Linked DNA regions of Mus musculus: region 2 is linked to region 1. The links are chromatin contacts, called in public HiChIP or PLAC-seq maps. All regions are on one chromosome and are shown on one strand. Each heading gives the region's core, a stretch centred on a gene start, on an enhancer-like site or on the middle of the called end of the contact. The rest is flanking DNA. Distances are from core to core; before and after follow the strand shown. Region 1 overlaps Rfx4 (regulatory factor X, 4 (influences HLA class II expression)). Region 2 overlaps Ric8b (RIC8 guanine nucleotide exchange factor B).

Region 1 (5,097 bases), core at 667-3,166:
TTGTGGGTTCCTAAAAATAAGCCCTGGCACAGTGTCCTGAAAGATGGCTTAGACAGAGAGCACGAATAACACCTTCTATTAAAAACCTGGTGACACTTCTGTCAGGCAGCCTTTTCTCGGGTGTTGCATAAGACATTCCTGTTGGCATCAGAGCTCTGTTTCATATGATGCTCCCCAGGAAGCCTAGCTGCTTCCGAGCTGCCTGCACAGTTCCCAGGCTGGGGAGCCAGGCCTTTGCAAGCTGCTCCCAAGGCATTCTCACACCCCTGGCCTACCAAGTCTTTGGGCCACAGGTTGGCAAACTCTTCACCTTTTCCCGGAATCCACTTGGCCTTTCTCTACCCCATGCCCTTGTCTCTAACTGCAGCTCTTGTGCCTAACATACCACACTTTCCTTTTCTGTCTGACTGGTGGGGAATCCTTGAAGCATCAGCCAGACTTAGCCAGGCCGAGATGGATCTGTCTTCCTTCCCAAGGCCACAGGCTCTCTTTGGATGCCTTGCTTCCTTGCTGTGTGTCCTGGATCAGGATGCCGGCTTTGGAGTTAGACCTGACTCAACTCAGCCACCAGCCGTCTGAGTTACTCTACCTGGATTTGCCCTGTCTGTCTTAGTTTCTGTCCAGCAAGTCAGAGCTAGTGGGCTGTCTGCCTTGGTTTCTCTGACGAGAACAGAGGAGGCGTGTAACCCAAGGTAACTGAACTGGCATGAGGTGAACACTCAGTCACTGCTACAGTTCATAGCCCCCACCCCCACGCTGACTCTCTGGCTTCATCTCTCCAGAAAGCTCCTGGGTTCTAAGAGACAGTGCCTTTCCAGTTTCCTATGCCCCATGAGGCCAAATGGGTCCAGCACTTTGCCATTGCTATTTTAGGGCATCTTTGGAGAACCCTGGCAGGCAGGGATTTAGGAACCTGGGACCCACCCTCACGACCTCATAGCTATGAGTGGTAGCACCGGTACTTGGTACTTGAACTCAGGTGTTCTGACTCTAAATCTCACAGTCCACCAAGACCGAGTCTGCCTTCTCTCCCACCCTGTCCTGCCTGTAACGCCCTCATGACGTCATGTCAGGCATCTTGGACCTTAAAGGGAACATGATGCTGGCTAACTTCTGATTCTTCAAAGGGCTTGCTCTCTCCCCTTCGTCTTTGCCTAAGTTCTTCATCTTCCAAGGCCTTTCTGACGGAGGCTCTCCCTGTCTGTGACTCCAGCAACTGGTGTTTCATTAGTCATCTCTGCCAACTGTTTTCCTAACTATTCATAGCTCTTGGGGACAAGATATTGAATGGAGCAAATAAGGCTGAGGAAACTAAATTCTAGAAAACAAATCTGTAGGTCTTGAGATCCTAGGCCCCAGGGCTCTAGAGGAAAGGCTTCTGTTAGAATTATAAGAAAGGCACATGGCAGTAATTGTAAAATGAATACATAGACAGCTCCATCTCAGGTCCCCAAGAACGTGTCCCCAAGCTTTCACGAGGCTTTGGCTTTTAAGATTCATTTTAATCAGTGCCCTACCTTCCACCCCTCAAGTTATGAATGCATTTGTCAAGCAGAATTCTAAGCTCCAGGTGCCTGGGCCATGGTGTCTCCTGGATGGGGCAACTTCCTATTTCTTCCACCACCTCCTAGGAAATCAGTCCTCTGTATGGTTCTGCTCAGTTTCATCCTATGAAATGGAGAAAAGTTGTGGAAATCAGGGTTTCTCAGTCTTTGAACCAAAGTGAAGAGGCATGAAGGGCTGCCTGTAAGTAAAGCTGGTTAAGGTCCTGAGGAGTAAGACTCATGGGCAGGCAGAGTCTCATCCTGCTTCGGGCGGCTGGGAGCCCAGCTTGTGGTACGGCCCAGGAGGCTGAGCTCGCAGTCATCCTCATATCCTTTGCGACATTTGCCACAAGCTTGACTTTCACTACAGGAAGTCATCACGTGTGAGTGGTGAGCTCCTTCTGCACTGGAAGAGTGCCAGTGTGGCCGCGCTGGTCACAGCTGGCCGCGCTTTGTGACTTCCACTTCAAGTTCCCATATCTATAAATAGAGCTATCAAGTCATGGCGAGAACACTGTTTTGAGGTTTAATTTAGACCAATATGTGACAATGCGTTCTTGGGGGATACTTGCCACATGGTAGGAACTTCTTATTGATGGAGTAGTGGAGAGCTGGCGGGAGAACATATTTGATATGGTTTATTTAGTGTGTGCAACATCTCTGGGGCCAGGCATAGCAGACAGCTGGGTTCAAGATGGAAAATGGGAGTTGGGAATGGTGGCACATTCCTGAAATCCAGCGTATAGGAGGCAGAAGAATTGAAATGTAGAGGTCAGCCTGGGCTACAGCCTGAGACCTTGTCCAAAACAAACAAGCAAAGAGATGGGGAGGAGGCTGGAGAGGTGAGCAGTTAAGAGCGCTAATTGCTCTTCCAGAAAACCTAGGTTTGGTTCCTGACACACGCATGGTGGTTCACAGCCATCAGTAACTCCACGTTCATGGGATCTGACCCCAGAGGGCAACAGACAATGTACATACATGAACACATGTGCAGGCAAAGAGGTCATTCATGTCAAATAAATCTATAGGCTCCTACCCTCAAGAGTTCAGGAGATAGCATCTCTCTAGTACAGCTTCTTACATCAAAAAGGTGTGTGTGGGGGGGGTGGAGGGGGGTGTGTACATGCATACACACACACACATACACACAAAAGCACAACATTTTGCTTATCCTAAGTTGAGAAAAAGTCTTTGATGTGCTGTGCTTTTCCTAGCCTTGAAGATGAGGAAGATTAGAGAATCCTACAGCTGTGTGGACAGGTGTGCAGCTGTGGGGCCAGGTCTGCAGCTGTGGGGCCAGGTCTACTTATAAGTCACACGTTCTTTGAAATCTCATGGCAGTAATGTAGCATGTATTGAGGTGAGACTGGGCGCCGTGTGCTTGGTTCTAGTGGAGGGTCAAAAGAAAGGCCCAAATAAACTCCACTCCTGAGGTGTTTGAGCTGCCAGCTGAAGAGCCCGCCACACGTGCCAAAGGCTGACAAAGAAACAGGCAAGAGTATTTAGCAAAAATTATAATGTGTAGGTAGAGTTTTATTGAAAGTTCTGACACAAATCAGGTTTTGCTTGAGGTCGCAGCGCTGACACTGTCTGGGAGCCGTGTGGGAGGCAGGAGAAGGAGGCTCAGCTCCCACGTGGAGAATTGAGGTTATGACCTTGGGCTGCTGATCCTGACCTCTACCAGCTGGGTGACTTTGACCAATCATCTACTCTCTATAAGTTTTAGCTTTCTTACCTCAAAATGTATTTCTGCTCCCCCCCCCCACCCCCACCTCCGTTCCCTTTTCTCTTGAGGTGGAGTATGGATATGTTTGCCAGAGGTTCTCCACCTTAATTTTTTGTTTTATTTTATTTTTGGTTTTTCAAGGTAGGGTTTCTCTATGTAACCCTGGCTATCCTGGAACTAACTCTGTAGACCAGGCTGCCATTGAATTCAGAGATCTGCCTGACCCTCACTACCAAGTGCTGGGATTACAGGTGTATGCCACCACATTGATATGGTGTCTCTCCTAAGCCTAGAGTTTGCCTATTTGGCAAGATTGGCTGGCCAGCGAGCCCCAGAGCTCTTCCTTTTTGTTCCCCAGCACTGGGATGATAATCTGTCACACTCAACTTCTTACGTGGATGTTAGGGATCTGAACGCAGGGCCTCATGCTTTCTCGGAACTGATTCTCCAGCCCTAACACATGCCCTTTAACAACTTCATAGAGTTCTTGTGATGAGCCATATGCCAATTTGAACACTGTGGAACCCATAATTGTTCAACATGGGTTAGCCTTTGTTCCTGAATTGCATACACTACAAAGGTAGATGAGTTATAGAGCCTCATTAAAATTCAGTATAGACGCCATTCTGATTGAGATGGCAAACCCTACACAGTCCCATCCCAACCTCAACTGCAAAGTTTCTGGAAGCATGGGTACTCTAAGTAGTCACACCACAGTCTGGGCCCTTCGAGTTGACTCTGTTTGACAGATGGCCCCAAGGACATTGACCGACAAGAAGATGTTTAGAAAATTGGATAGTAACAAAGCAGGAGAAATTTCTTCGAAAAGTTGATGAAACAACTGGGGGCCTTGAACCAGAGACATGGAGACATGATAATTGTGTTCCCATCTCTGCCCGGTGTCAGAGACTGGACTCATTTGGGTGTTCCCTAGGACAGCGGAGAGCAGCCTGGCTGCACAAACAGTGTATCTTAGGGTCAGAGGGAGCCATGTGTGTGCGACAGTAGGCAGAAGAAAATACTCTCCATCACATCTTGCTTCTCTTCCCCTCATGGCCCTTTTTACTGGCCTCTGTCCTTGGGCTGGGCTTTTCTCTGTCTCCAGTGCTGGGACTGAGCCACAGAAGGCAGGAACAGGGGAGGAACATTGTTGCCTGACTTGGGACATGGCAGTCAGGGGCTGTGCCATTCTGGCCTGACTCGGGACATGGTGGTCAGGAGCTGTGCCATTCTGGCCCACCGGATGTGGAGAATAAGCTCCTCCTCTCTGGAATGTTGCCAAGTTTTCCAGAACACCCGTCCTCTTTGTGCAGAGGGTTTTCATGGCTGAACCAGGCCTTACCAAGGTTAACGGGACTGGCTTGGGTGTAGTCCATTAATGGACAGGAAGAATCTCTTCCTAGTCTCATGGAGAGGAGGGTGTGTGTGTGTGTGTGTGTGTGTGTGTGTGTGTGTGTGAATGAATATTCATGCGTGTGGGTGCACGTGCGCATGTGTGTATGCATTCCTGCAGAGACAAGAGGACATTTTCAAGTGCCACCCCTCAGGCACTGTCCACTTCATTTTTGAGACAGCCTCACTGTCTTAAATGACACATGGTAGATGAGGCTGGCGGGTCAGCAAGCCCCAGAGATGCGTCTTCTCTGCCCCACCAGTGCCAACATTATAAGCATACACCACCTAGCTGAACTCAGGGCCTAGCGCTGGCCTTACTGAGCCATCTTCCCAGCTCCAGACAGTGATGTGGTTTGATGGAGACAGATGCCGTCATGATCAGCCATGGATGCAGCCAGGGACCCGTGTCAAGGCAGGACGGGGTGAGGAAAT
Region 2 (5,097 bases), core at 1,486-3,985, 240 kb after region 1:
TGTTGTTTCATTACAGACCCTGTCATTAATTCCATGTCAATACTGCCCTGTAGTACACAGAGCAGACAAGAAAGAAGAGCCCTTGAAAACAAGGGAATGATTTTTGAGTCGTTATCAAGCTAAGTGGCAAGCGGGAAGCTGAAACTCGTATAGGTAAATTCGAAGGGACTCTTGGGAGATGTGCAAGTGGGAAACAAGGATGTGTTTTTACCGACTGCGTGATTGTGCCCTGCTTTCACAAGTGCACTTGAATGGAATGCTTTGTTTATCCTGCACAGCACATGTGCTGTGGGCAAGAGTATTCTCTGGCTTCCAGGTCAAGTCAGGTGGTACACAGACACATCTGACCCAGTCCCCATTGTGCAGTTGGGCATGTTACTGTCTGAGCCCTGATACTGACAGTCCCTGCTGGGGGAGTCACATAGGAACTTGAAGCCCTAAAACAGTGTGACCATCTCTACAGTTCCAAGGAGCTATCACAGAGTATCACACCAACAGGAAGATGTTAAAATATATCTGGGAAAAAAATATTATACAGAACAGAAAATTTTAAGTATGTTTAAATTCTGTAAGCTCCCACCCCTAGATTTAAGAATCTTTTGTTTTTCTTTTTATTATTATTAATTATTATTATTACTATTATTACTATTTTGGTTTCCATTGGCAGTCCCAAGGGTTAGGCTGTGGGGCAAAATAGGCTTTCTTTTCTTGGACGTGCTTTATCTGTGTCCTCTTGCCTGGCCACACCCTTATAGACTATGATTCCTTATCGTTTAGTAAGATCAAATTTCTAAATGATGTTTCGTTCCAGTTGAACATTCTTGGAGGCTTATCTCTTCCCTGGCCAGATGCCTGATCAGATGAGAAGCCCGCCATGATACTGTCACAGTGCCTAGAATGGGCTCTTTATCCAGTAGACATCACTGTACTTTTTGGTGATAACGGGGGCAGTCTTAACTGTGTTAAGGCCTGTATATAGCATTGAAGGTAAGTATGAAGCAGTTGTTGCTATGTGAATATCTTAATCCTGATACACATTTCAAACAAGATGTTTATTGGATACCCAGCCATCAATTTTTAGAGAGAACCATCATAAATTTAGGGCCTGTGGTAACTCTTCATAAAAAGACTCAGCAAAGGGCATGATGCCATCTGGATCCTGTTTGTGGTACTTGCCATTGCTTTAGTAATCATTTAATCACCTGCTGGCAGATGGCAGAAAAGATTTGTGGTCATGCTGTATGTCATTGACAGGCAGGTGCTGCATTGACCATTAGGTTTAGAATATCTTGATTAGGATAGTGATTTTGAGTGTCTTAAAAACCCCAGGAGCTTTTTAAGTGATTCAAAATTATTAGTAGCCTGATACTTATTCTTAACATTAGTATAGAGTATTGGGGATCATCTTGTCCACCCCTTCCTCATTTTGTAGCTCAGAGGCAAATGGCTTGCCCAAGGACTTGTAATAGACTAATAGAAAATTTGAAGCTAGAATCTAGAACTCCTAATGTCTCAGGCACAAGAAGCTGAGTCAGTACCAAAAGGTGGTTGGTTGACTTAAGCTGGGCCATCAGCATCATCTGATGACGGTGACTCATCATCAAAGCTGTATAGCCTAGGGAATGCTTCTTGACACACAGTCCTCTGCCATTCTCCATTTAGGCCACAGCCATGCACTCTGCCCTTTTGGCAAACATTTACCAAGCACCCACTGTGTGCTCTGTCCTAGATGAAAATCACAGCCTGAGAAGACATGGCTCTCTGCCCTCAAGATGAGCACAGTCTTGCAGAGAGCAGTATATCCTTGGGGAGCATTCCGTGGATTTCCTATGGATCAGTGATTTCCTTCTTCTGTAACATGATCTCCTGTGGATTAATAAGCCTTTCTTGATTCTATAGCAGGCTTTCCTAAAGATCAGAAATCCTTTCCTGAATCTATACATCTTGATGATGAAAACCAATCTGCTCTCAGGTTTAGCCAGTCTTGTTCATGACTTAGCCGTGAGGAGCCTCCAGATACCTGACTTCTGTAAGAAGGCCAGCTAAATGCAGTTCACATACTTAACTGCGGCTCTGCTCTCTGCGGCACCGTGCTAGAACACAGAGGACACTAAAACTAAAGCACAGAGCATACTTTCCTTAGTATGTCAGAGCAGTGTCATTTGTAGAGATCAAAGTTTTTAGTAGTGCTTATTTTTAATGAGCATTCTTAAATATGGAAGGTGGCTTTTGAAATAGGAGACAGCGATCCCCTGGACTCGATGCAGCTCGTCAGCCTTAGTGCCCACCCGGGATCTAGCCCTCCATGCCTCGCAGCACTTTTGAGCTTTCTTTTTCCTTTTCCTCAGCTGAGCCAACCTGCTTGCCAGCCCTGCACATAACTAACTCTTGCTTTTGTGCCTCTGCCTGACTAATTCTGCCTCTGGGATGCCTCTCCCACTATAACACCGTGTCTTTTCACTGCCATTAATTACAGTGTGTCCCCGAGTCTGCCTCCTGCAAGGAGCCTGTAGCAATGTCTTTTCCTCCTGTGTCCCACCTGCTTGTGCATTGCCATACAATGGTGAGGGAGCATTGCTGTGGTGTTGATAAATAGGTTCTGACTCTCTGTCCATAGCTTACTGACATGGACACAAACAGCTGACAATGAAATGACAGATGACCAGAGCATGCACTAAGCTGTCAGTAGTGAGTCTCCAGTAGTGACTCAGCCAGAGTCCTGGATACAGAAGACCAGAGAATTAGTCAGAGAGTATGAGAATCAACCCAGGGTTGGTCACAAGCTAGCATATGATCCATTCCTGCTCTCCCACAGGACAAGACATCTCCTTGAACAAATGGCATATACAGGTGGGCTGTTAAGGCTCAGGAAGGCAGGGTACTGCTTGTCGATCATCTTAAGCTTGTTGATCTGCTGTTCTGTAATTCTTTCAGTATTGGGGTGTGTGTGTGTGTGTGTGTGTGTGTGTGTGTGTGTGTGTGTTCCAAACTGTTGACTGAAGCTGCTTGAGGACAGGGACCATTACCTCTCCTCCCCACCACCAGTCAATCAGGAAGGGGAAGCTTTCTGTAAATGTGTAAAGAACAAGAACCCAGCCACTCCACACACCATGTGTAGTCTGTAGTCTGTGCTTTCATGACCACTTAATGAGATGAGCGTTCCTGATCCAGTGTTATAGAAAATAAAATCAGAATTTAGAGCTTCCAGTTAATGTGCTGGAAACTCACTCACATTCGAGCATTAGAACCCAGGTCTGGCTTCCAGACCTCTCTGTGCCTACCACTCCCCTACAGTAAACACTTGAGTCCTCATACTTACAGGGCCCTTAGATCTATACTGTTGCAGTTGTTGCTGCCACTGCTGGGCTGGGACTTCTTACGTCATCACTGGGAAGTAGGCAGAGCCAGTATTATCATGACCCCCATTTCACAGATAGGGAAAGTAAGACTCAGAGGCATGCCCAAGATCACACAGCTGGTAAGTGGAGGAATCTGGACTTCAGACTTCCTAACTTACACTCTGTTTACTCTTCACACAACATCACTTTGCTGTCTGAATTTATTTGCATGAATGCATGACTCTGGCCAAGTTTCACTGATGCCCTTCCTACAGAAATGTCAGTAGATACAAGCATTGCACGGAGCCGTGTGGGAAGGGAAATAATCCATGCCTTCTGAGGAGCTTCCATTTTAATAGAAGGGTGATACAGTGCTTGGGAATAGTTCATATGTGAGAATTTAAAGACGGGTGACCTTTGTTCTATAAATTAACTCTTGTAATTTGATCATGAAACTGTGTGAGTAATTGTTCCCAATTATAGAGTTGGACTAAAGGGTAGTAATAAAGATAACAAACTTGATTTGGAAGAACTCTTCCTGGGATTGCAAGAAGGTAGCTGGGTAGCTCACACTGGTCGCTAGCCCCAGTGTTGACTCTTCTGTTACTGTGGAGGTAAAATTGGTGGTAGTGCTGGCAGGGATGCTGTGTCTTTGCTATACCTGCCTCTCTGGTGCTTCTCCTTACCATCCAGCCCTCCCATACCTCACAGCCTGCAGTTACCGACACCTTTAAACCAGGCCATTGGGTGGGTTAAGTTCTGTGTTTCAGTTTGGTTGGCTTGGGTTTGGGTTTGGGTTTTTGACCTTTTGAGCCAGGCTCTTGTTTTTACAGATGTGTATCACACTTGTCACCTTTAGACCTAGAATCTTCTTATCCTTCAGTTGCCGTTTCCAGCAAGTTGTCCCCGTGCTTTGCATCAGTTATCATAGTCAGTATCACAAAATTCCGCATCACAGGCAGAACTAGAAAATACGAACTCTAAGTTGTGCCTGGGCTAGAGAATTGCTGATGGCTCTCCACTGGCATTTCTATATGCTTGCCACAAAGGCAGCTGACATTCTTTGTGTCCTGGAAAAGAGTACAGTTTCCTGTATCTGGCTCTGTAGATAGTGCTGTGTCCTTAGTATCCACCCTGGAGCCATAGGAATGCTCTCCTACTCACCTTCTCCAGGCCCTTCCACACCTGCCTTTCCCCTGCCTCAGCAATAGTCCATCTTTCTCTCCTTTTCCATACACCATTATAGTGTCCTCCTAATGCCTTACCTGCCTGCCACTGCTCCAGTGACTCTAGCACACCACTCGCAGAGGGTGTGAACCAGTAGACATTGTACAGGGTAGATGCTAAGCTCCTTACTTTCAAGTTAACCTTTACCTCTTGCCCCTCACTTCTTCCCTAAACACTGGTCCCTTGTCCAGCCTCACAAGAACAGAGCAGAAAAGGTGAGCTAACACAGTCACACAAGATGACGGGACCTGGTGCAGTCTCCTTTGCCTGGCACAGGCTCTCTTGTCTATGGTGCCTTCTCTGCCTCCCCCAGGGAATGTGGCCCTGCTTCCTCTCAGGAGCCTCGGGGTTCCATTTGTAGTTCTTTCAGGACCTTTCAGCCATTCATCCAGGGCAGCACCTGCCCTGTCCTTCCTCTTCTGCCCAGCAGGTGGCAGTTCCTTTCATGTAGGTGCTGAGCAGTGGGCTCAGCTGCCTTCCATGCACTCAGAGCAGTCAGCTGACATGGGACTTACTGCAGACAGTGCTGGAC

What was found. HiChIP or PLAC-seq counts read pairs in DNA pulled down with a chosen protein or histone mark.
Region 2: an H3K4me3 HiChIP or PLAC-seq map of bone marrow-derived macrophages shows a contact between it and region 1, with 4 times the contacts expected there. The contact joins two enhancer-like sites. A contact is called at or near these places in 3 of 39 promoter capture datasets (the C10 cell line, HPC-7-derived erythroid cells and liver), 1 of 484 Hi-C or Micro-C datasets (nephron progenitors), 2 of 115 datasets of contacts at active chromatin or transcription factors (bone marrow-derived macrophages and forebrain) and 1 of 9 other capture datasets (adipose tissue).

The regions. Positions count from the first base shown.
Region 1 is chr10:84,772,860-84,777,956 of GRCm38.p6, forward strand. All of the region lies in intron 1 of Rfx4 (regulatory factor X, 4 (influences HLA class II expression)), which reads left to right. Among named protein-coding and RNA genes, the nearest start is that of Rfx4, 19 kb to the left of the region's middle. Within about 2 kb of position 1,917, at least 93 of the 459 cell types and tissues checked have an H3K27ac peak or open chromatin away from gene starts, as enhancers often do. A contact at or near this core is called in bone marrow-derived macrophages, where this site is marked.
Region 2 is chr10:85,008,641-85,013,737 of GRCm38.p6, forward strand. The region is part of intron 9 of Ric8b (RIC8 guanine nucleotide exchange factor B); the gene reads left to right. Among named protein-coding and RNA genes, the nearest start is that of Gm34633, 7.2 kb to the left of the region's middle. Within about 2 kb of position 2,736, at least 18 of the 459 cell types and tissues checked have an H3K27ac peak or open chromatin away from gene starts, as enhancers often do. A contact at or near this core is called in bone marrow-derived macrophages, where this site is marked.